Linked DNA regions of Ovis aries: region 1 is linked to region 2. Evidence: chromatin contacts called from public Hi-C data. All regions are on one chromosome and are shown on one strand. Each heading gives the region's core, a stretch centred on a gene start, on an enhancer-like site or on the middle of the called end of the contact. The rest is flanking DNA. Distances are from core to core; before and after follow the strand shown. Region 1 holds the start of NCAPG (non-SMC condensin I complex subunit G). Region 2 holds the start of LAP3 (leucine aminopeptidase 3).

What was found. A called contact is a pair of places that touch in the nucleus more often than the background predicts.
Region 1: a Hi-C map of muscle shows a contact between it and region 2, with 5 times the contacts expected there. The contact joins the promoter of NCAPG here to the promoter of LAP3 in region 2. A contact is called at or near these places in 7 of 16 Hi-C or Micro-C datasets (blood, liver, muscle and 2 more).

Annotation. Positions count from the first base shown.
Region 1 is chr6:38,006,655-38,012,166 of ARS-UI_Ramb_v3.0, forward strand. It overlaps NCAPG (non-SMC condensin I complex subunit G), which reads left to right and starts at 1,324. Exons shown (of 21, transcript XM_027970895.3): 1 at 1,324-1,532; 2 at 2,664-2,867; 3 at 3,284-3,512; 4 at 5,431-5,512. The coding sequence starts at 1,422. It overlaps DCAF16 (DDB1 and CUL4 associated factor 16), which reads right to left and starts at 1,438. Exons shown (of 3, transcript XM_060416912.1): 1 at 1,086-1,438; 2 at 421-586. The coding sequence starts at 1,423.
Region 2 is chr6:37,806,803-37,812,510 of ARS-UI_Ramb_v3.0, forward strand. It overlaps LAP3 (leucine aminopeptidase 3), which reads left to right and starts at 3,554. Exons shown (of 13, transcript XM_012179698.5): 1 at 3,554-3,697. The coding sequence starts at 3,596.

The DNA of each region.
Region 1 (5,512 bases), core at 74-2,573, 200 kb after region 2:
AGTTACTGTTATGAAAGTATCAATATGAATAAACTTCAAAAATAACAGTTATGGGAAAAAGCAGCTTCCATGATTATTCATATAACCTTAGAACATGAAAACAATACAGTATACTTATTCATAGATTTATTCATATGTCATTAACACATAAAAGTTACCAGTAAATTAAGAAAATTCCTTCCCCCCCCCACAAAAAAAAGAGAAGAAAATCTATTACTGCTGGGGAGGGAAGATAGTTTGATAGGAAAAACGCATACATGAAGCACTGTAATTTAATTCTTTAGTTGGCTGTAATTATGGAGATGTTGATTTCTACCTGAAATAACTCCATTAAAAAAAATTCGGAAGGCAATTTATCTTAATCTCTATACCCTTTTCCAATCTGTGTTCTCCTTTGTTGAAAACATTGCCCTCAGGTACCTTTGTGGGGCTTCCCTGGTGGCTCAGTTGCTCCCTCCAGCCAAAGCAGGAGATGCGGGTTAGATCCCAGGGTGGGGAAGATCCCGTGGAGGAGGAAATGGCAACCCACTTCAGTATTCTTGCCTGGGAAATCCCACGGACAGAGCAGCCTGGCGGGCCACAGTCTCTGGGATCGCGAAGAGTTGGACACGACTTAGCGACTAAACAACATGCACGTTTGTAAACCAGGCCTTCAAAACAACAAGCTTTATCTAAATTTACTCGTGCCTCTCTTCCCCAACTGCCTCCCACGTCTGCAGACTCTTCACCAGCAATTTCACTGTGGGGAGAGGTTTAAGTAATTAGATGTGGGCATTGACCAGAAGGACAACAACCGCTCAGAATTAAAAAGCGGCTCGCCTCAATCAGAAGACCTAGGGACATTTCCCTTCTCAGTAGAAGCCGGGGCGCTCCCAGCGCTCCCAGACGCCCCAGCCTTCCCTCCTCCACGCATCTCCAAAGGAACTCCTCTCCTAAAGGGGGAGCAGGGATTCTTCCCCTCGGCAGAGTCCCTGTTCTCACCCATGGAGGATTCTTCTTCCTCGCCTCACCCCCAGCCGCAAGACCCGACTAGGCCTAGCGCCACCAGCTCGGCTCCAACAGGCGAATCTCCACAGGGTACTCACTCCCGGCGGATATCTCTTCCGGGGGAGCCAATGACCCTTTCTCTTAGAAACGCCAAATCCCCCTCAGAAAACGGCTTAAAAGACACCCAGCGCATGCGCCCAAACCGTGAGGTTGAAGGCGGTGGATTCGTCTCTTCCAGCTCTCGCCGCTCTACGCGTTCGCGGTAGTCTCGCGGTAGTCTCGCGGTATTTCCTTCTCCCGCGGGAGTTGTTTGAAAGCTTTGGCGGTAACCACGCCCTCGACTGTCGGCTTCCCAGTGGAGATGAGGACCTTGGTCAGTTTGGCCAGCTGTAGGCGAACGTGAACAGGCTTCGTCTCGGCCGGGTACTGGCGCCATGGGGAAGGAGAAGAGACTGCTGCCGATTAAGGAGGCCTTCCAGCTGGCGCAGCAGCCTCACCAGAACCAGGCGAAGCTGGTGGTGGCGCTGAACCGCACCTACGGCTCGGTAAGCGCGGCCGCCCGCGGTCCGGGACCCGCCTCTCCCCTCCCCGGCCTCTCTCCCAGGGGCTTCCCGCTACCCTCCCGACTAATCTCACCACGACTCCAGGCTCTTCAGCCTTCCAGACCCGGTTCGAAGAGGCCTACGGCGTGGACCGTTAATTCTCTGGCGGCGAATCTAAGAGAAATGTTTGCGCGCACCGGGTCGACCTAGTGTAGGGCTGGCTGTATCTTGGGTCCTGAACGCGGTGGCTCAACGGTTGTTGTCCTTCTGGTCACCGCCCACATCTAATTACTTAAACCTCGCGCCGCAGTGAAATTGCATCAAATCACCAATTAGCAAATTAATTATTAGCACCAGACTCTTCCTAGTCACGTAAATACTGTTTGCTTCTTTTGAATGAAGCCTTGAGACGAATAGGACAATGGATTTCGGGAAAATAAATTATCTTGAGGTGCTAGAAAAATTATGTCAGAATAATAGGGCTTGAGGATATGAGACAGGATGTGAAAGTTGTTATCGGAAAGGAATTGCTGTGTAATACTAAGGGTAATGGGCTTCTCCGGTGGCTCAGCGGTAAAGAATCCGCTTGCAGTTCAGGAGCCTCAGGAGACTCGGGTTCAATCCCTGAGTCGGGAAGATCCCCTGGAGGAGGGCATGGCAACCCACTCCAGTATTCTTGGCCTGGAGAATTCGATGGACAGAGGAACTTGGCAGGCTACAGTCCATAGGGTCGAAAAGTCAGACGCAACTGCAGCGACTACTCGCCCACGCACATTAAAGGTAACTCGGTAAAATGCAGATGCTGTTATTGATTTTGGATTGTTCATAAAGAAGCAGATTTTTACTAAACTGGTACCAAGGCATCATATGGAGAATTAAGGAGTGTTGAAAAAAATATCGGAGGAATTCTTTTCACTGTCAAGATTCACGTTTGTTTTCTTCCTGCGAGAAGTACATTTCTCTAGAGAGAGATTTGTGCAGATTTATTTCCTCTTTGGTGGTTTGGATAGTTGAGAGTTTACTAAATAATGATTTTAGTTTGTGGTAGGGCTGGTGTTTTCAGCGTTTTAGAGTAATGTTGAGAAAAAAGGATTTAATCCATGAAGTTTTTGAAGGGTTTCTTTTCTCTTTCAGGTGGATGACAAAACAGGTTTTCATGAAGAGTTTGTTCATTACCTTAAATATGCTATGGTGGTCTATAAACGAGAACCAGCTGTGGAAAGAGTAATAGAATTTGCCGCAAAGTTTGTTACTTCATTTCACCAATCAGATATGGAAAATGATGAAGAGGAGGAGGATGGTGGCATTTTAAATTATTTGCTTACTTTTCTATTAAAGGTATAGGAAAACTAGAATTTCAGGAGAATAGTATAGAAAATTTTGCTATTTTAAAAGGGCCATAGGAGTTTGTGCATCTTAGAGAATGAAATATCTGATAATTGAGAAAATGGAAATATTAGGACTGTCATTAAGATTAAAATGTGGACTTTTAAAAATAAATCTGCATTAAATTTTTAATGACCATTCTAAGCCAATTCTCATAAACATTTGTTTTAAATGGGTTCTCTATTTTAGAAGTGAGAGTTCCTACAAAGAGGAATATGCTTTTGTAATTTAGTGAATACTTTAGACAATGTATATTTTGAGTCTTTGTGGTGTGTAATGTGTGTTTAGTATGCCTATGGATCAAGGTTTTTTTGCAAGTTAATAATGGTATGTAACTTGGAATAAATTTTGATTTGTTTCTGTTTCAGTCTCATGAAGCAAACAGCAATGCAGTTAGATTTAGAGCGTGCCAGCTCATAAACAAGCTCTTGGGAAATTTGCCAGAAAATGCCCAGATTGATGATGATTTGTTTGATAAAATTAATGAAGCCATGCTTATTAGATTGAAAGATAAAGTTCCAAATGTAAGGATACAGGCAGTTCTTGCTCTTTCACGCCTTCAGGATCCCAAAGATGATGAATGCCCAGTGGTTAATGGTATGTATAGCTCCCTAAATCCTTTTTCAGTTTCGTTGATAATGTTAAATTCTCAGCAGATGAATTTTCTTATTATGATGTTATGGAAGAGTATAGTTCATATATATGTACACATATATAATATGATTTTGAAACTTATATTAAGAAAAATCTTATACTCAAGTAGCCACCATCCAACTTAAAAAAAAAAAAGAATATCATCAGTACCTTTGAAGCCTATCTTAGGTCCCACTCCAGTTCTGTCACTCTCCCTCTGAATTAATGATTATCTTGAATTTTGGTTTAATTATTCTCTTGCCTTTTGTTTGTTTGAACAGTTAAACACGTGTGTATGTTCTCAGTCACTCAGTCGTGTCTAATTCTTTGCGACCCCATGGACTGTAGCCCACCAGGCTCCTCTGTCCATGGGATTTTTCAGGCAGGAATCCTGGAGTGGGTTGCCATGCCCTCCTCCAGGGGATCTCCTGATCCAGGGATCATCTCCTGTGTTGGCAGACAGATTCTTTACTACCACCTAGGAAGCCCAACCACATGTATAAACCTCTGAATAATGTTAAGTTTTGGCTATCATTCTGTATGTTTTGTGAATCATACTATATTTTTCTGTGCTCTCAACATTATTTCTAACATTCATCCATGTTGATATATTTATTTGCTGACTTATAACATTCTGCTATATGAGTATAAGACAATTATATTGTTTCTGATATTGATGGACCTTCTAGTTGTTTGCATTTTTTTTTTTCCTTGTTAAAATAGTGTTGTTGCTATGAACTTTCTTATACATGGGTTCTGGTGCACAATCTTTCTGGGATGTATACCTAAGGGTTGACTTGTTGGTGTATGTCATGAGCTTTATTGGATAAGGTGCAGGTGTTCTACAAAACAGTTTATCAATTTATATTTCCAATAACTGTATAAAAGTGTTCACTGAGCCCTATCCTTTCCAATGTTTGGTATTGTCTTATTTTAAAATTTCTGTTTATCTGGTTATATGTATCATATGTCATTGTTATGCATCTTTTCAAATGTTTAGCAACCAATTTTATTTTTTCTGTGTACTGCCTGTTAATGTGTTCTGCTCATTTTCCTCTTGACTTATCTTATTAATTGGAGTTCTTTATATATTCTGAGGGGAAGCCATTGGGTTATATGGATTATAGATCTTCCTACTTTAGATGGATTATTTCACTCGCTTCACTATGTCTTTTGTTGGAAAAATTCCTAATGTCAAAATTACCAATCTCTTATGGTTTGTACTTTGTTTTATTTAAGAAATCTTTCTCTACCTCTGCTTGCAAAGAGAGTCATATTCTACTTTTCTATGTATGCCTAGGCTTTTTTTGGGAACTCTTCTGATTTGTTTTTCTCTTTGTCTCTGTTACTAGCTTTATAATTTTAATAACTCTTGGTAGTTGGTATTTTTTGGTATTAAATGAAGGACATAATAATGTGTAAAATATGTATGTTTAATAGTTAATGTATACTTGATTATAAAGCAGAGGAAATAGAGGTAAGTATTTAAATACAGGAAATGAAAATTTTGTTCAGCAAAACCCGAAGTTCTCTCTTTTTAGGTTCATTAAAAAGTAAAATACTGACCTCTTTATAAAAGTCATATTAGTTTAAAATAAACTTCCTTCCAGCTTAGACTTTTTTCTAAATCTTGAGTAGCAAAGACATAATCTGAATGATGGATTTTCCATGATTTTTAGGATTATTTGTTTTCATTGACTGCTTTCTCATTCTGTCCTTTTCAAAGGATGTTGGCAGAAAAGAATCTTCAGCTAAAATTAAATGTGTAAGACTAAAATATAGCATTTTTATCATTATAAAGATTATGAAATATGGGTTATCTTATGACTATGGCTAAATGAATATTTTGTTGCTGTACTAAAATGTATTACTCTATTTTTAGCATATGCTACTTTGATTGAAAATGATTCAAATCCAGAAGTTAGGCGGGCAGTGTTATCGTGTATTGCGCCATCAGCAAAGAC
Region 2 (5,708 bases), core at 2,304-4,803:
TTTTCCAAGCTTCACCACATAAGAAGAGACAAAGATTCCACATGGGTTTGTGCTTAACTTATTACCATATGTGGAAATATTTTTCTGTCTCAGGCTCAGCAAGTGCTCCTTTGTTTTGCTGAAGCATGTGTATCAATGGTCCTCAGGCATGTTTCCTGCTTCCAGTATTTCAGACTCCTCTGGAAGGGGAGGTGCTGAATGACTGTAACTCATGAATGCTGATATGGTGAATCTCTTCTTGCCTCTCCCTAAACACTTCCCACTTTTTCCTCTGTCTAGGGTTCAATGGCACCCCACTCCAGTACTCTTGCCTGGAAACTCCCATGGACGGAGGAGCCTGGTAGGCTGCAGTCCATGGGGTCTGAGAGTCGGACAGGACTGAGCGACTTCACTTTCACTTTTCACTTTCATGCACTGGATAAGGAAATGGCAACCCACTCCAGTGTTCTTGCCTGGAGAATCCCAGGGACGGGGGAGCCTGGTGGGCTGCCGTCTATGGGGTCACACAGAGTCGGACATGACTAAAGTGACTTAGCAGCAGCAGGGTTCTTGCAGCTCCTGATGGATGGTATCTTCCACAGGCTCTGTCCTTTCCCTCTGCTTGTTTCCCTCTGTGATGGCTTCTTTAGGGAAACCTCCAGACTCCTGCTGTTCAGCTGTGGGAGTCTGCATTGTCATCTCAAGATCCTACTGGACTTTCTTCCATCTACTTTCTTCTCCAGTGACCCACTGTTACTTGAGAGTCAGCATTTATAATTAAACTCCCCATCACTTTCACAACCTCTTTCTTCCTAAGCAAGTGGGAAGTGTGAGGGCCCCAAACAGGCTAGTGGTGTATATTCTGCCACTTTCACAAGCTGTATCTAGCTGATTCTGTAATCCATTTCCAAATGGAGCTATCTGGCAAGTTCCGTCAATTCATGCCTCTGGCCAATCTACCTGCTGTTAAAAGATAATTTTCAAAAATAGTTAAAATCGTGACTTATACATATATAAAAAATGAATACATGTTAAAGATTTTCTTTAATTTATGGAGGAAACAATTGGTATAACTGGTTCAAGTGAAAATTTCGAGGACAGACACATTTATGGATCAGCAATATTGAAATGAATGTGCAAATGAAGACAAGACTGGTTTCCACACCACCCCTCCTTACTAGACAAGACATAATCTCCATATCTACAGACCAGGCTCATATTGCAATGCATAACAATTTAGAGTTGTGAAAGAATTTTGCAGACTCTTAATCAGATAATCCACAGGAATCTTCTCAAACCTCACTGGACAGTACGTAGTTTTTCACCAAAGCACAATTTCTACACTGCTTGGTCTTTCTCCACTCTTGACTCTAATCTCTATCAACTGTACTAATTCATAGCTTCCCCTGCCCCAGCTTCTGCAAAGAACATTGTTGAGTCCATGCTGACTCCCACAACAATAATAAACTCTTCTAGCCTTTCAAGATCCTCTTTAATCCAGCATCACTCTCTTTTATAATCTTTTATTCTAGGCAAGCTTGATCCCTACACCCTAAGCCAAGCCAATGACCTCCCACACACTTCTTCATATCCTAATGTCCTCCTCAATCATCTATATCCTTCTCATTCTACTGGCTCCTTTCAAGTATTTTCTGTTTTTGCATTTATTACTTGAAGGCCATAAATGGGACTTGTTCTGCTCTTTAATAAACAATGCTGCACGCAGTAGACCTTGATCACACATTCACTCAAACATTTTATGAACACCTTATATACATGGCAAGCACAGTCTGAATTCTAGATCTAGGCACTTGAAGGTCACAGATGATAGCCATGGCTCCCAAGATGCCTAGGGGAAACAGACAAGGAGAATACAGCTGATCAATACTCTGAGACAGGCTGTTTTGGAAGCAAAGGGAGAGCACATAACCCAAGTGTGGAACATCCGCGAAGGTTTCCTGTAAGTCATGGCACCAAACCAAAGTCTTGGTCAAGCAAAGAGAAGGACAGAAGGAAGAATATATGCTTATAAACTGCATGGAACAGTATCTCTTTACAGTCATGATATCTCTTGCCTCTTTCTAGGTAATAAAGTCTTTCAGGCTACATTCTGTTGTACCCCATGGTTTCTAAAAGAAAAACATAGTAAACACCTTGTGAACTTAGGGTTTGATGGATGACTAAATCTTGCATCCCAAAGTGGCCAATAATACTATTCAGTAACGACAAAAATTATCTGAGGTCTGTGACATTTGTTCTCCCTTATTCTATCAGGCATGTGAAAATGCAAACAGTATGGGAAGGACCAAGCAAAGAGGAAAGTAAGTGAGGCTATGCCAGGAAACAAATCCTCTCTGGTAGGAACAGCAAACAAAATGAAGGGGACAGAATTTGCTGAAAGGTGATAGACACAAATGTAACTTACGCTCTGCAGCAACCATCACCTGTGAAGCTCACAGAGCCCTCCTCTCCACTCACACAGAAGGCTGAGGAGCAGGTTTTAGCAAATTTCTGGCTGTGGAAACTGCAGCTTGAGTTCAATGGAACAAGAAAACAGCTATAAGGTGAATACAAAATTTCTCTTTTAAATGAACATAGGTGAATTTTGCTGAGTTTACCGAGTTTGCGACGCAACTCTTTAACTATCTAAAGGAAGTGAAACTGAAAGAGGACCTACTATGCCCAATTTGTCCAACCTTTTCAAAAACAGACAGTCAAATCTCTGTTGTGTCCGGCCCTTGTACAGTGAAACAGACATCCTCTCCTTCCTGGCACTGAGGCCAGGACTTTACTCACTTCTAGTTCGTGGACCCCGCCCACCTTGCGCCAGAGGTAAAAAGATCCAGCTAAAATTGGGTTCAGACACTGGTGTAACAGTAAGGATATTTTTTGTATCCCCTCTTTGAGCTTCGTCGTGTTCTCCTAGTTCCATTCAACCATATTTTATTCATACAATAAAAAATCTAAGACTTCTTTTAAAAATATATATTAAAATACTGAGCGCTTTTCGCAAAGCTTTTTTTCAAAAAACAGTGTTTGGGCTAAATGCCTTACAATGTTGAACCCTTGAACCAGATGGAAGTTTAAAAAAAAAGTTCAAAAAAAAGCAAAACAATAAAAACTTAGTAGGAATGCCCTCACTACGCAGCTTCAATTCTGCTCTAGAGCAACGTGTAACCTTCCTCCTCGGAGCCCCGCCTCCATCCCCGCCCCTTGGTGTACAGCACAACCGCGACTCCGCCCCTCTCTTGCGCGCTCCCCCAAGAGTCCCGCCTCTTCGCCTCAGTCCGCAAGGGCTGGCCCCCAGCGCCCGCTACCTTCTCGCTCCTATCTCAGCACCACCCAGTCGACCCGGCCCGCCCCGCCCCGCCCCTTGGGCGCACGCATACTCTTCCGGGTCCGAGTCCGTCCGCTAGCGCGTTTGCCCTCACCCGACAGCCCCGCCCACTGACGCCCTCCCGCCGCGCCCATGGCGTACGCATGCCACGCCCCTTGGCACCTGCCCCACCCCTAGACGCTCTCAGGCCGTCCCCCAAAGCCCGGCTTCTAGGCGCGCGCCCGCCTTCCCGGCGCCACGTGCTCGGTGGAGGGCGGTACGGGGGGCAGAGCCGAAAAGATGTTCTTGCTGCCTCTTCCGGCTGCCGCGCGAGTAGCCGTCCGACATCTGAGCGTGAGGCGTTTGTGGGCTCCCGGTTCAGCCGCTGCAGACATGACGAAGGTGAGAGGCCGTGGCTCGCCCCGGGGCCGCCGCGAGAGTCCTGCCTACGGGCGACAGGGACTTCGGGGCGGGGCGAGGCCGCGGTGTCCCGGGCTTCTAAGCCGAGTCGCAGACATCGACTAAAGAGACAATACCTTGATTTTGCCGAGCTCGGCTTTGGCAGCCGACTGCGCGGGGCTGCAGACCCCCCAGTATTCTACTAGGCTAGTGCGGAGGATGCGCTCTTCCTTCTCTTGCTTGAAAGTGCTAGGATCCGAACTCAGCGCTAGAGATTGATAGCCATAGATAGATAGCTACCGTTACCTGAGCTCCAACTCTATACCGTTCCCCTATTTTGCTATTTGTTCAATCCTCCCAGTAACCCGGGGAACCACCGCGCCAGGATTGTTCCCACCTTAGCTAGGAGGATGCCCAAGTATTGGTGAGGTGAAATGCCCTAGAGTCGGATAGTCACTGGCCCCGGGTTCTGTATCAGGACCTCCCTCCTCTGCTGAAGCTGAAGGCCAGGAATACACAGATTCTCCGGGAGTAAACTACCTGGAAGGGCTTCTAGAGAAAAATAACGTCTCTCTAGGGAAAAGGGCTTTGCAGGGAGATCCGTCTGTTCGTGAGATTAAAAGAAGTGTTCCGCAGAAGAAACCCCTCTTCCACCTAATTGAGCTCCAAAACATTGTGAAGGTCACTAAAATTTGGTCGTGGGGGGATGTGGAAAGGGGAAACGGCTCGGTGGGAGGAGCACACGCGAGGGAGTCAGGCTTGAGGGCCAGCAGGACTGTCCCTGGCTAGTAGTATTCTGGATGGGGCTTGAGCTCAGGGTGGCCGAGGGACCAGAGGTCTGTCCCCTGTTCTTTTCAGTAATATGGAAATACATCCTGCTCAGGTAACATGTGTGTTCTGTCTGATCAGTTCCCTACTTGGTTCTCTGGAACCAAGGCTGCAATTGGCAGCCTTAGGAAAGTTAGAACCTGGGAAGGTTACCAACGCAGAGGAAGCCTTTTTTTTTTTTTTTTTAATAGAAAAGACAAGGATGATTTTGTCTAGGTTACCAGTGTGATTTTGTAGAAAGCACAGAGGACAGTGACGGAAGGCATCTGGATTCTTGACCAGTTCTGTTGCCCCCAGGCTAGTATGTCAGACCTGGTTTCGGTTTCCTTATCTGTCAAGTGGGAAGACTACCTGTTCTTTCCACCTTACAGAGGTGCCCTAAGTCAGAGCACATTTTTAAAGTCATAAATTGCTGTGCAGAGGTAAACAGTGATTCCTAGGTTTACTTCCTTGTTTCAGGTGTTTGGAGTCTGGGGCTCAAGGAGATGAAAGGATAAGCCACTAAGTGCTGATGGATTGTTGTGTGTCCCTGTCCCTCCCAGTGAAGGTGTATCCTTTTCCTCTCTTCCAGCCTATGAGTTGGCCAGAGAACTTGTTAGTATCTGCAAGTGCAGCCCTTGGCTTTATCGAGATAGTATCCCAGAATATTGCACATTTTTGCATTTGAAGGTTGTAATGGAGGGAAAACTTACTTCTACTCACCTAGATTCTAGGCTGAGCCTAAGAATGAAATGGACCTAAAACAAATTATATTAACAAGAGAAAGGCATACAAGTTTTACTTCATATTTTTATGTGTCCAGTCTTCAAAAGGGAGAAAACCTGAAGAAGCCTATAGGCCCCAAAGCTTATATACCTTTTTAAACAGAGAATGAGAAATTGTGGGAATGTGATTAGGCAAAGGAGCCTAGGGGCAGTCAATTGAGAGACAGGGACTAGGAAAATATGTGGGGGAAACTAAGGGAGGCTGAGGGTTCTTTTAGTAGGTTTGTTTGTACAGGTCCATTTTGGTATTGACTCCCAAATCTTATCATCAGTCTCTGATGATAAGAATGTTCCCTTGCTGGTGCAAGGAAAGAAACTTTCTCATAGGAAATTTTATGACCAGCTTTTGGATAGAAAGGGGGAGAGATCAGAGAGCCATTTCTGCATCTGCTGTTTCTTAGCTGCCTGCACCTCAAAGTAAT